Linked DNA regions of Sus scrofa: region 1 is linked to region 2. A link is a contact called in public Hi-C data. All regions are on one chromosome and are shown on one strand. The core of a region is the stretch at or near the end of the contact, and the rest is flanking DNA. Distances in the headings are between cores, read along the strand shown. Region 1 holds the start of ZNF449 (zinc finger protein 449). Region 2 holds the start of LOC100736603 (protein FAM127).

Evidence for each region. A called contact is a pair of places that touch in the nucleus more often than the background predicts.
Region 1: a Hi-C map of skeletal muscle shows a contact between it and region 2, with 2.4 times the contacts expected there. The contact joins the promoter of ZNF449 here to the promoter of LOC100736603 in region 2. A contact is called at or near these places in 2 of 47 Hi-C or Micro-C datasets (liver and skeletal muscle).

The regions. Positions count from the first base shown.
Region 1 is chrX:110,924,155-110,931,056 of Sscrofa11.1, reverse strand. ZNF449 (zinc finger protein 449) reads right to left here and starts at 2,889. Exons shown (of 5, transcript XM_021080814.1): 1 at 2,794-2,889; 2 at 1-158. The coding sequence starts at 63.
Region 2 is chrX:110,789,150-110,795,516 of Sscrofa11.1, reverse strand. LOC100736603 (protein FAM127) reads right to left here and starts at 2,319. Exons shown (of 1, transcript XM_021079959.1): 1 at 1,021-2,319. The coding sequence starts at 2,243. The coding sequence ends at 1,902.

The sequences.
Region 1 (6,902 bases), core at 1,640-4,139, 130 kb before region 2:
CTCTTGAAACACTGAGCCCTGATTCAAGGAGGCCTGGATTGCACAACCCAGGGCCACAGCCATCGCCCCCTTCCAGCAGTGGACAATGTCACGGGGTCCTGAAAAGGCAGATTGCAAGTTCTTTCTTTGTGTTATCGTCTGGGCGGAGCCACCTGCAGCTGAGGACAGGACAAGAGGGGAAACAGCAGTGGTTACCTGAGGGCACACTCCCCTCCCTCAACTCGCTCACTTTTCTCCAAAGCCCCAAAACAGCAGTTTATAATCTTTTTGGCGGCTTTCAGAATCTGGTGGAAGCCATGGCTTCACTTCAGGAGAATACGGTAGACATCCACTTCTGCACCCAACTTCCCAAACGTTTACAAAACGTCCAAGCCCATCCGTGGACCCTCCAGAACTGTGCTGTCCACCATGGGAGCCGCTAGGCTCTCGAGGACACAAGTCAAAATTTATTAAAACTAAAACCTCAGCGCCCGGCCACATTTCAAGTACTCAGCGGCCATCAGAACAGAGGCTTCTACTGGACAGCTCTGTTCCAGAATTTCGCCCCCCCCCCCCCCCCGACCAAGGCTAAACCCCCTTGCCTTAGATAAGCCCCTGCAGATGTGCTGGCTTTGAAACCCACTCTCAGCCTAATTCCAACGGTCCTGTGTTTCTGCATAGAGCTAGGCCACAAAAGAAATGGGGGCGCAATACTCACGATGGCAAAGAACCCTGAAAGTCCATCTACCTTTGAGTCGCCCCAGCCCCCTCCACCTTCAGCCAAGGGCATCCTAGCCGGAGCCACCCACGCCTTGCAAAGACAGCAAACCACCAACCCCTCTCAGTCCGCTCCCCTGGAGGTCACCGCCAGCTCAGCCAACACCACCGGGCCCCTCGCCCCGCAACAGCATTCTAAGTGACTTGCTCACGAGAAAACGACACGGCAACAGGGCAGGTCAGCGGGCGTTGGGTCTGCCCTAACACCCATGGACATTTATCACACGCGTCACGCTTTGTGCCAGGTACTGTCTGAGCCTCCCGCACGGGAGTTCCTTTCGCCCTCATCCATCGTCAGGAGGTGGGCTCTCAGACTGCGCCCGGAACACAGAGGAGGGCACCGAGCTGGGGCTTAGGAGGACTTGAATCACTTGTCCCAAGCCACAGAGCAAACGCCAGAGGGAGGTGGTCGGGAAGTTAGAATCGAGAGACTCCTGCACAGCTCAGGTCTCAAAACACCCACATGCCCTTAGCGCCATCTCCGAGGTCACACAGGCCATCCCATGCCTGTCCCCGCAGGTCTCAACGCTGGGCCCCGCCCAGTGCCAGGGCTCCTCTCTGTCCGCAGGGGCCCAGATGCCCTGTACCCGTCCTCTTCCTTGTAGTGGGACAACGGAAACATACCCAGCATCCCACCCGCCTCGCCCCAGTGGACACTGTCCCCATGGCACCCTTTATCCGGAGGGTAGCCTGGGCTTTGGCGGCAGACCACCTAGCGATCACCTGCTAGCTCTGGGCCCCTGGCACCCAGGGCTTCTGTCTGTAACCTGCCAACAATCCCAGCATCTCCTTCACAGAAGGACCTGCGGGCGAATCCCACTGCCTGGACAGGAACAGCAGGGTGCCTGGCACCGAGGAGGTGCTCAGGAAAGGTCGTTCCCTAGGGAGCTTCGATCCACCCCGCCCCGCCCCGCCCCACCAGCCCCCCACAGGCACCTAACCGTCGCTGGGGGGCGTGCAGGGACCACGCCGCTCGGGGCTCTGGACCCGCCTTTCCTGCGCTCCAGCCTCCCCGCGGGGCAGCCCTCCCTGGACGGTCCCCAGCCTGCCACCGCGTCGGCCAGGGAACTGACCCTCCGGGTTGCCCCCCTCCACGCCCCGCGGCCCTTCCGGAGGAAAGCTTCCCTCCACCCAGGGGCTCCTGGCTTCTCCGCAAACCCTCCCGAAATGACCCCGGGCCCACAGGGCCCGTGCAGGAAGAGCTGTGTCCGGAGAGGGCGAGGGGAAAGGCACGGGGGGCAAGTCCACAAGCCGGTGGGAAACCCGATGCCCGCGGCGCGGCCCCAGCGCGCTCCCCGGGGAGGAGGTCCCGCCGCCCAGGGGGGCGCTCCCGGCCCCGGAGCAGCCCGGGAAGGCCCGGCCGGGTGGCCGGGAGCGGCGGCGGGGACCCGGGCTGGCCAGGGGCCCGCCGCCCGGCGCTCCTCCCCGCGCCCTCGGCCGGATCGGGGCTGCAGGCGGCGGGTTCGCGCAGCCGGAGCGGGATGGGAGCCCCGCTCCCCGCGCCCGCGCCCCAGGGACGGCCACGCCCTCTGGCCGCTCCGGGACTCACCGCCTCAGCGCCCACGGCTCTCCCAGGCTCACCGGGGGCAGCTGCCCAGGGCGCAGGCGCGCGGCCGCGCTGAGGACTACAACTCCCGGCAAGCTCCACGTCACTCGCCCAGGGATCTCGGCCCCAAAGGCGCTGACGCGGGAGGGGCTGGGATTTTCCTTGGCCTCTGCCAGGCCGGAGGCCTCTTTGGAAGCGATCCCACTTCCGGTCTTAAGCGCCTTTAAATTCCAGGGGATTGGGTGGGTTGCGCCCCGGTTCTCGATCCTAGCGAGGGCTTCTCTCCCATCATCCCTGGAGTAACTGGAGCAGCGGGGAAACTCCTTAAATCTGTTACCACTGCATCAGTGATTGTCAAACTCCTCTCCGTAAGAAGAATTTCTTGCGAAAACCTTTTAAAAATTCAGATTTCTGGACATCCGTACGCATTGACTCTCGCATGAGCTCCAGGATTCGCACTTAATAAGCCTTCTTGGAATATTGACGCTCACCTTCAGCTCGCGGGTCACAGTGGCCTTGAATAGCTCATGCTTTTTTGAGTACCTCGTGTTTTCTTAAAGAGCCTACCTTCAATGAAGCGATCTCGTGCATTCCTCGCTCCTTTCGGCCGCCACCAGAGGGCGCTCGCGGCTTTGACGGTGCCCAAATGGCCCCGCCTCTTATAGTGGATTCCCCTCTGGTCTCGTCCCCGCAAATTTCGCTTCTGCGTGGTCCCTTTCCAACTCAGCCGTGAATTGTGACCAGGAGAGAGGCGATGGTGTCATTCGGGAGATGTAGTCCTCACATTGGTCCTGAGATAGTTTTGTTTTTCTGTTTTAGTCTTTGGACGCCAAACTTTAGTGTTGGTCCAAGAAAGAGCGGGAAGAGCTGCAGGCGATTGTGCCTCCCAGAGGCCCTAGTGGAAGCGAGATCAGGGGCAGGGGCCCCATAGTCCTGAATCCACAGAGGCCAAAGTCCTTGAAATAGCTCCGCTTGGGCTGGAGCTGGGCTCATGGACTGCGACATGGACCCACGGGCACCCTGACTCCTGCGGATTCTGTGTATTGTCTCATGGGGCGCCAGGCGCCTTTCACAGCTGTCATGGCTGGTTTCTGGGCCAAGGTGGTCGGCATTTGACCCTGGCTTCCAGGAGCAAAATGTAGTCCTCATTTTGAAACCAGAGTGGCTTCTGCGCCTGGAGCCAGCAGCTCCAAGCAAGGCCCAGCGTGGGGGCCTCTCATCTGCACTTCTGTGGCTTCTGCCGCTGGTCTCTGAGAAACCAAGGCAGGCAGCTTCTGGAGCTTTGCTGTGGGTGGGTGGGTGGCTTTGGCTTGTGAGATGCGCACCATGGAGCAGATCCTGGGGCTGCGGGTGTCGGGGTGCCTCCTGACCATTCTGTCCCAGGAGATCCACGGCAGGGTGCAGAAGCTGTACACACACATCTCACCAAGAGGCTGGGAGTCTTTTCAAGTACACGCAGAGAGAACTTGCCAGACTGAGGGAGACTGGGGGGCGGGGATCCGAGTAGACCTACATGGGCAAGTGACTTTGTAATTTAGTCTGGAATCTTCATCCTCCCGATTTCCCCCCAGGCGCACACAGAAGGTGAAGACTGCGGGTTTCCACAGGGAGGCAGCGCCACTGCTGCAAGAGTCAGTGTCAGCTCGGATCAAAGGGGCTGGAATCCTGGCTCTGTCCACTACCCCGTGACCTGGGGCAGGTCACTTTCCCCTTTGGGCTTCAACTTCCCCTTTGGTAAAATGGCTTCTGGGATTGTTTTGAGGATTAAAAGGAGGGCAGCGTGTACATTTTTTTAAAAAGACATGGGCACTAAGCATTGTATTATATTTTATTGTATTTTATTTTTGGCCACGTTCAAGGCACGCAGAAGTTCCCGGGTCAGGGATCAAACCTGCACCGCAGCAGTGATGCCAGAACCTTACCCACTAGGCCACCAAGGAACTCCCAGCATGTACCTTTTGATCACACTGCTGGCGTGTAGTGCCTACAACTCTGAGCTGGCCGCCCTGGGGCACAGGCTGGTGGTCCCAGCTCCTCCTCCACTGAGGTCGGAGGAGCGCTTGAGCCCAGGACGTCTGGGCTGTGGTGTGCTCTGCGGATCAGGCCCTGAGTTCAGCATCGACAGGGTACTTCCCAGAGGCCGGGGACCCCAGGTTGCCCTGCAAGGATGAGCCCGCCCAGGTCATTAGCCCTGCTAATCCGCGGCCATCCCGCCCCTGTGAAGGGCCACTGCCTTCCGGCCTGGGCGGCAGAGCACGACCTCCTCTCTGACAAACTAACAAAACTGTTCGCTGTTAATTAGGGTCAGCGGTCTGGTGCCCCCTGCAGAGCTGGGTCTCAGTTCCTGGTGAACTTAGAAACACTGCTTGGCCCTGAAGCTTGGCAGCCCCTGCCCTCAGCCCCCCCCACCCCCAAGGTCACTGTCTGGCAAGGAGGGAAGGGGGTCAGGAGACCTGCTGGGAAAAGGGGGGCTCTGGAGGAGGAGCCTTTGCCTCAGGAAACAGCATGAAGTCACTGAGTTTTAAGCTGGAGCCAAGGGACACTCAGGGAGGCCCTGGCCCTGGGCTGCATGAGCCACCGGGCCTCCGCCCCAGAGGAGCCCCCAGCTATAAGGGGACAGGGGAGGAAGTTGTCTGGGCAGCTGGGGGAGAAGGCTTTGCAGTGGCCTCAGTGACACCAGCAGGATGGAGCTGCTAACAAGAGAGAAATTCTTTCCTTTTTTTTTAGCCAAGCCAGTGGCATGTGGAAGTTACCAGGCCAGGGATCCAACCTGCCCTATAGCCGTAACCAGAGCCACTGCAGTGGCAAGGCCAGATCCTTAACCCGCTGAGTCCTGAAGGCAGTCCTGCATGCATTCCTTTATGCTTTAATACTCCTGTGAAAGAAACCAAAGTAAGGCTCAACTGGTTTTATATAAAAGTGAGATTAACGCTGGGGCAGTAAGGATGCTCAGTCCCTCGGACCAAGGTGGACGAAAGGAGACCTGTGAGATGAGGGAGGAGCAAGAGCCACACCTCCTCGTAGCAAAGGTGTGAAAGCGGCAGAGGCTACTGGGGGGGACATCAGCACTACATTTACATAACAATAAAAACAAAGCAGGATGCACCAGAGACAGGGCGGGGATGGTGGAAGGTCTTTTAAAAGGAAAAACAACAATAAAGCTGGGTTGGCGTTCCCGCTGTGGCACAGTGGGTTAAGAACCCAACTGCAGTAGCTCTGGTCCTTTCAGAAGTGCTGGTTCTATCCCTGGCCAGGGAACTTCCATATGCGGGTGTGCGGCCATTCAAACAAACAAATAATAATCACTGGATTGTTTGATTTTTTTTTCAGGAAATCCCTTTAGAGATCACGTTACTGAAAACTTTTACTGCAGTAATAATGGGACGTATGAGCCTGAGCCTCATAGTTAGAAACGTGAGGTTTTAGATTGAGCAGCCTTATTTTTTTTATTTTTTACTTTTTTTTTTTTTTGGCTGCCCCTGCAGCCTGCAGTTCATGGGCCAGGGATCAAACCCACACCACAGCAGTGACATTGCAGAATCCTCTGCGCCACCAGAGAACTCCTGAGCAACTTTTTAAAGAGTTTAGAAAGATTACTGTTGAGGAGTTCCCGTCGTGGCGCAGTGGTTAACGAATCCGACTAGGAACCATGAGGTTGCGGGTTCGGTCCCTGCCCTTGCTCAGTGGGTTAACGATCCGGCGTTGCCGTGAGCTGTGGTGTAGGTTGCAGATGAGGCTCGGATCCCAAGTTGCCGTGGCTCTGGCGTAGGCCAGTGGCTACAGCTCCGATTGGACCCCTAGCCTGGGAACCTCCATATGCCACAGAAGCGGCCCAGGAAATAGCTAAAAAGACAAAAAAAAAAAAAAGAAAGATTACTGTTGAATCACTTCATCAGTCTATACACCTTTAGAATATGCAAAATCACCACTGCTGCTTTAAGAGTTGTAGCTCAGTACTTCACAAAGAGTTGAAACAACTAAGTCTTTTTTTTTTCTTTTTTCTTTTTTTTTCTTTTCACAGCCCCACCTGTAGTATACAAAAGTTCCCAAGCTAGGGGATTGGCCTACACCACAGCCACCGATACTCAGGATCTGAGCCACATCTTCGACCTGTGAAACAGCCTGTGGCAACACCAGATCCTCAACCCACTGAGTGAGGCCAGGAATCAAACTGGGATCCTCATGAATATTAGTTGGGTTCTTAACCCACTGAGCCACAACAGGAACTCCTGAAATAACTAAGTCTGAATATGTGTTATAGGAAAACCTACTGGCAAAGTTATTAGCAGTAGAAGAATTCCTAACTTTTCTTTGGATAGCAGGAGCTCAAGAATAGCAAGAATGGTTGAAGCAGAAAATACATTTATTTTGAAATATTTTGTAGACTTCAGTCTAGCTTGCAGCACTCTTTTTTTTTTTTTTTTTTTTTTTTTTGTCTTTTTACGGCCGCACCCTTGGCATATGGAGGTTCCCAGACTAGGGGTCCAATCGGAGCTGTAGCTGCCGGCCTACACCACAGCCACAGCAACGCCAGATCTGAGCCTCGTCTGCAACCTACACCACAGCTCACAGCGATGCCGGATCCTCAACCCACTGAGCA
Region 2 (6,367 bases), core at 1,070-3,569:
CAAATTTTTCCTGACTCTAAGACTTTGACCTATCACATGCTATATTGCAAGTCAAGGGTGGTTTCAGTATTGGGAGGAACAAAAAAAGACACATAATGCAAGTAATGTATCTCCATCTCAATGCAGCCTTGTGAACTACAACATATGAAAGGCCCAAACATACTGGTTCAAACAAAGATAGAGGGGAAAAAGTGAAAAAAACACTGGTGTTATTTATTCCTCTTTCTTGTGTTCTGGAAAATCACCAAAATTTAGAAATGAGACAATACATGAGCTTGTATAGCCTTTGAAAATCACACCAGAGGATTGTCCATAAGCCCACCTGGGAATCATCTGATGCAGGGTATATGTGAATTCATTAAATAACAATTGGTAAAGGAACACAGGCTTTTTACAGTGCTATAAATGTAAGAGGTTAAACTGCAGATAAGAGAGATGACCTTTTTTGCGTATTAGGGAAATTTATACTTTTATTTTCCTACAGGTCATCAACCAGGTTTATGTATCAACAATATCATTTCTGTGTTTTTCCCCACCCCCACTACCTACACAGTGAAGGTACTATAAATATTTTTCAAAAGCACCTGTATCATTCCGCTGGCTCCCTGAATAATGGGATAAATAAAACTTTGACATTATTCACCATCTGTGTTGGATTAACAGTTTGGGACAATTTGGGTGCTTTCAAATGGATTTTTGGAAATGAGGAAAGCTTTTCAGAGAAGCCTCCTGGATGAACTTCTCAACATCACCTTGGCCAAAGTAAAGAGCCATTTCTTAAGATGCTTGGGATAAACCTAACTGGTTTAGAGGACCTATCATCTGGGATTGAATGGGTTGCCAGCGGGGTCTCCATGCCAGGAACACCTCAGGATTCTGACTTCGATATTTTATCGGCAAGAGTCAACAGAGCGGAGAGTGCCTCTAACATCACCCAGGGAAGGGCGAGGGACATCCATGACTTCCGGACTGCTTTTACATGAATGGGGAAGGAGAAGCACCATATTCATTGAGACTCAATTTTCTTTTTAAATAGTGTCTGACATTTATTGAAAATAAGAAAAGACTTTTTTCCAAGTAGTGTTGAGGAGCTGGGTGGATATCAGAGTTATATTGTTGAACAACAAACACATAACTAAGAAAATATTCCAAATTCAGAAGAGAACTGGATTCTGGGCGAAACTAACAGGTCCACAGGAGACAATGAGTGACTCGACGTGGCTGCCAGGAGCAGGAGCAAGAGCGGGAGCGGGAGCGGGAGCAGGAGATGTCTCTGGGAGTAGGGAGGGAGTGGGCCCCGCTGACGGTGAAAGGCTGGCCGGCCCCTCCGCGGCGGTGGAGAGCTGTTGCAATCATCGTCTCGGGGGGCAGTGAGCGGCTCAGGCACCCCACCCCCCCGGGGGGTGGTGGTGAGTCCAGATCCCCGAAGGCTGCAGGGCGTCGGCGGGAGCGATGCGGTGGACGGTGGGGGCACGGCAGCGGCAGCGCAGGTCTCTGGGCACCCGGATGCCGGCCTGGGAGTCCGGCCAGGCGCCGGCGGTCGGCGGGCGCCGGGCTGCAGGTGGTCCGTCCCGCGTGTAACAGGAGCCCGGCTTGCAGCTGGAGCGCAGGACCGGGTCCAAGGGTGCACGGGAGGGGCCGGGCCGGCCCGAGAGGGCGGCGGCCGGTCCGCACCAGGCCTGGAGGCGGCGGAGGCGGCGGGAACCTGGAGCGCTATTCCTGGAACAAAGGCAAGCACGACGCGGGAGGGGACACGAGCGCGCGGGGAGAGCGCGGCCACCCGAAGGTGAGGGACGGGGGAGGCGCGGCGGGAGGGCGCCCGCGGCGGTCTGCGCGGCTGGGCGACGGGCAGAGCGGACCCTCCCGCGGGCACCCGCCCCCGGGCCCGAGGGGCTCCCGGCCTAGAAGTCCTCGTCCTCCACCCATCCAAAGACCCGCTTCATCTCGGCCAGGAAGCCCCGGTAATCGTTGAGGAGGGGGCTCTGCTTCCTGATGTAGGGGATCACCCACTGCAGGGCCGGCCCGGTGAGGCGGGTGATGAGGAACGTCACCTTCAGGCTGTCGTTGGAGAACAGGGTCTCGTCCACGAGCATGTAGGCGCCCGTCTGCACGATAAACTCCGGGAGCCGGTCGGTGTCGCCGTCAAACGTCTCGGGGAAGGGGATCGGGTTCCTCCACCGACGCGTCTGGGGCCGGATGGGTAAGGCCAGGAGGGCCTTGATCAGCTGCACCCGGCCGTCCATCGCGCCTCGCTCGCCTGGCTGGGCTGCAGGGGCCTCTCGGCGAGGTGGGCGAGGAGGCGGGGCGGGAAGTGCGTGTGCGGGGAGGCGGGGCGGGCCCGCCGGAGCGGGCGGGGCCGTGGGCGGTGCTCGGCGCCGGCGGGCCCCGCCCACAGTGCCTGGCGTCACGTAGTGCGCAGGCACAAGATGGAGCCCGCGTAGGGCGGGCGGGGAGGGGTGTGGAGAGGCGCGTGGGGGCGGAGTTAGCGCTCGCCCGAGGAGGCGGGTTCAGAATATGAGGGGCGGGGCCAAGATTTCCTGCGGCGGGACACTGGCGAGGGGAGGGGGACCTCGGAGGAGCCTTAATCGCCAAGTGTAGAGTGTGGATCCCGCTGCATTTGGGGAGGGGATGACTAAGTACTCTGGAGTGTGGAGTAGGCCTGGCGCCCATCCTCCCTGTGGGCCACTCACTTACCCTTCAGAGTTCCCTGGAGGACCCTCCATCTCTGGACGTCCCTTAGGTGAGGTTCTGTGAACACATTTTCCTGCTTATTCATGCATCTCTCAGCCAGAGATTATTGGCACCCAGGCTGCAGATGTGGTTGCCTGCCACATTAATGTAAAAGCCCCAAATATTAGCTAACATAATTTAGAGCAGCATATTCAGAGAATGATGCACCAAGACCAGGGAATGTAAGGAAGTTTTAATGTTGGGAAATCTCTTAATTTGCTATATTGAAAGACTAGAGAATGATCAATATAGAAACTAAAAGACTAAAAGAGTAGATGGGTGCTTTCCAAATGTGTCTTTATGCATGTTCATATGTAAGAATGAAGGTAAGAAATAATTAAGTTTTAACAAATTGGAAAGGAGAAGGAAAAATTAGCCATTGCCTGTTACATCTGATTTTAATTGTGACAGTATAAAATTAATATAAATTTATCACCAGCTTTTATATATGCAGCAAATAACCAGTTAAGATACATAAAGGTGGAATTCCCGTCGTGGCACAGCAGAAACGAATCCAACTAGGCACCATGAGGTTTCGGGTTCAATGTCATGGCCTTGCTCAGTGGGTTGAGGATCTGGTGTTGCCGTGAGCTGTGGTGTAGGTTGCAGACGCGGCTCGGATCCTGTGTTGCTGTGGCTGTGGTGTAATCCGGCAGCTGTAGCTCGGATTAGACTCCTAGCCTGGGAACCTCCATATGAAGGGAGTGCAGCACTAAAGAGCAAATAATAATAATAATATTAATGGTAGGAGTTCCCATTCTGACTTAGTGGGTTAATTCTCTTGCCATGCCACAAGGTGGAGTGTAGTTTGCAGATGCAGCATGGATCAAGTGTTGCTGTGGCTGTGGCATAGGCTGGCAGCTGCAGCTCTGATTTGACCCCTGGCCAGGAAACCTCCACATGCTGCAGGTGTGGCTGCATAAAGAAAAATCTATATAATGGTAGAAGACCCTATCCGGAAAAACAATTCAAAGGAAATGATGCCTAGGAATGTATTTTTTAAACGGTAAACACCACATAATGTTTTCAGTGTAGCACTGGGAACTATATCTAGTCACTTATGATGGAGCATGATAACGTGAGAAAAAAGAATGTATATATGTATGTGTGACTGTGTCACCTTGCTGTACAGTAGAAAACTGACCGAACACTCTAAACCAGCTATAATGGAAAAAATCAAAATCATTATAGAAAGAGAAATGTTTTAATTGCTAAAGAGAGAGACAGAAGAATACTCAAATGAAATGATATCCCCAGATCTGGGATAAGTTTACTCAATATCATAAAATAGTTACATTTCCCTAAGTTAAATTTTACTTCCAGTACAGGACCAGCGATGGGGATCTTGTCATGAGGCAACATTGTGTTCAATCAAATTATATGCACTATTTTTTTCCTCCTACCAAACCACCAAGAGCATTATTATTTCTGTTTGGCCACCTCTGTGGCATGTGGAGGTTCCCGGGCCAGAATAAAACCTGCTCCACAGCAGTGACAACATTGGATCCTTAACCTGCTGAGCCCCCAGGGAACTCCAAGAGGATTTTCTTTTGATTAGGCCAGCAATTTTAAGATTCATATGGTAAAATAAACAGCAAAAATAGTATGAAGAAATTTGAAACATAAGGGTAGTGAGAGATGACTTGCTTCAATAGATATTCACAATATTTTATTATTTATTGGTTTACTTTTATTATCTTTTTCTCCTGACTCAAGTACCAGATGCTGGCAACCTCAAGTAGCCGTGATGTTAAGCAATTCCCTATGATTTTTCTTCAGTAAATGCCCTGGGGATAGGGCTTTGAAATAAACACTCTTCTGAGAATGGGACTCTGCCATTGTTACTCTCTAGTAACAATGCTTTAGGTTGGGACTTTTCCACCAGATCTGCTATATCCACATGTTTGTACAGAGATGTGTTTCCTTCACTATAAACTGCCTGCTTGGGACTTGCCCTCATCAGATCCCAGCCTCCTACCTTGTGGCCTTATCACCATCCTCTTTCCCAGAGCCTTGAGTGCAGACTCCAGATATCCAGGATAAGCATCCTTTCCTCTCCCCCAGGCTCCATGCAGCAAGCCTCAGCCACCCTTGGCCTTACAGGCTGGCAGACCATGACAAAGGAGTCCTGCCTCCTTCAACAGATGTGTTGAAGCAAAGGTCAGATACAGCCTAACAGTTAAATAGTAGACTGAAAGATATGTCTTAAGAAAATATCAGTTGTTCCCGTTGTGGCTTAGTGGTTAACGAACCTGACTAGCATCCATGAGGATGTGGGTTTGATCCCTGGCCTTGCTCAGTGGGTTAAGGATCCGGCATTGCCATGAGTTGTGGTGTAGGTCGCAGACGTGTATCGGATCCTGGTGTTGCTGTGGCTATAGTGTAGACTGGCGGCTACAGATCTGATTGGACCCCTAGCCTGGGAATCTCCATATACCATGGGTATGGCCCTAAAGAGACAAACAAACAAAAGAAAATATCAAAATGAAGCACAGAAATATAAACAGATGAAAAATACAGATAAGACATGCAGGATAGTATGAACGTGACTAGATGACATTTAGTTTCAGAAAAAGAAAAGAGAGAAAATGAAGCCGCAGCAGTATTTGAACAGACATTAGCTGAAAACACCTAGCAGGGAAAAATGAAAGATACACACCTAAGCACAGGTCAGGAAAACCATCGAACACCAATGACAAATAGAAAAATTTTAAAGATTTCAGGGGATAAAAGCAAGTTACCTTCACAGTAGCAATTATTAGCTTGATGGAATATACTTTAAGAATGAAGATAGATTTATGCAAAAAAAGAGAAACCTGAGAGAATTTGTCACTAGCAGAATAGTACTTAAAGGAAATGCTAATATATTCCTCAGGCAGAATAAAAATTTTTAAATGAGCAAAAGGTAATGAAATGGGAAAATAAATGGGCAGATCTGAACAAATACTGCCTTATGGGATTAAAATGTAGAGAGACTTAAAATACATTAAATAATGCATAGAATCAGTAGGGGACTACATGGAGGTAATGTTTTCTAATTTTTTGCTTTACCTAGGGAAATATTGAAAGTACTGCATGAGATTGGAATTTGATAAATCAAGAAGGCATGTTGTAGGAGTTCCCATTGTGGCTCAGTGGGTTAAGAACCAGGCATAGTGTCTGTGAGGATGTGGGTTCACTCAGTGGGTTAAGGATCCAGCGTTGCCATAAGGCGCAGCATAGGTCACAAGTGTGGCTTGGATCCAGTGTGGCTGTGGCTGTGGCGAGTGGCTGCAGCTCTGAATCAATCCCTAGCCTGGGAACTTCCATATGCTGCAGATTCGACCCTAAAAAGCAAAAAAAAAAAAAAAAAAAAACTTATTATAAGATATTGACCATAGCTCCCTGTGCTATGCAGTAGGTCCTCGTTGTTTATCTATTTTATATATAGTAGTGTGTATCTGTTAATCCCAAACTCCTAATTTATCCTTGCCCCCCTTTTCCCCTTTGGTAACCATAAATAGATTTTCTATGTCTATGGGTCTATTTCTGTTTGTTTTGTTTTTGGGTTTTTTTAGGGCCGCACCCACCGCATATGGAGGTCCCCAGGCTAGGGGTCGAATCAGAGCTGCAGCTGCCGGCCTACACCACAGCCACA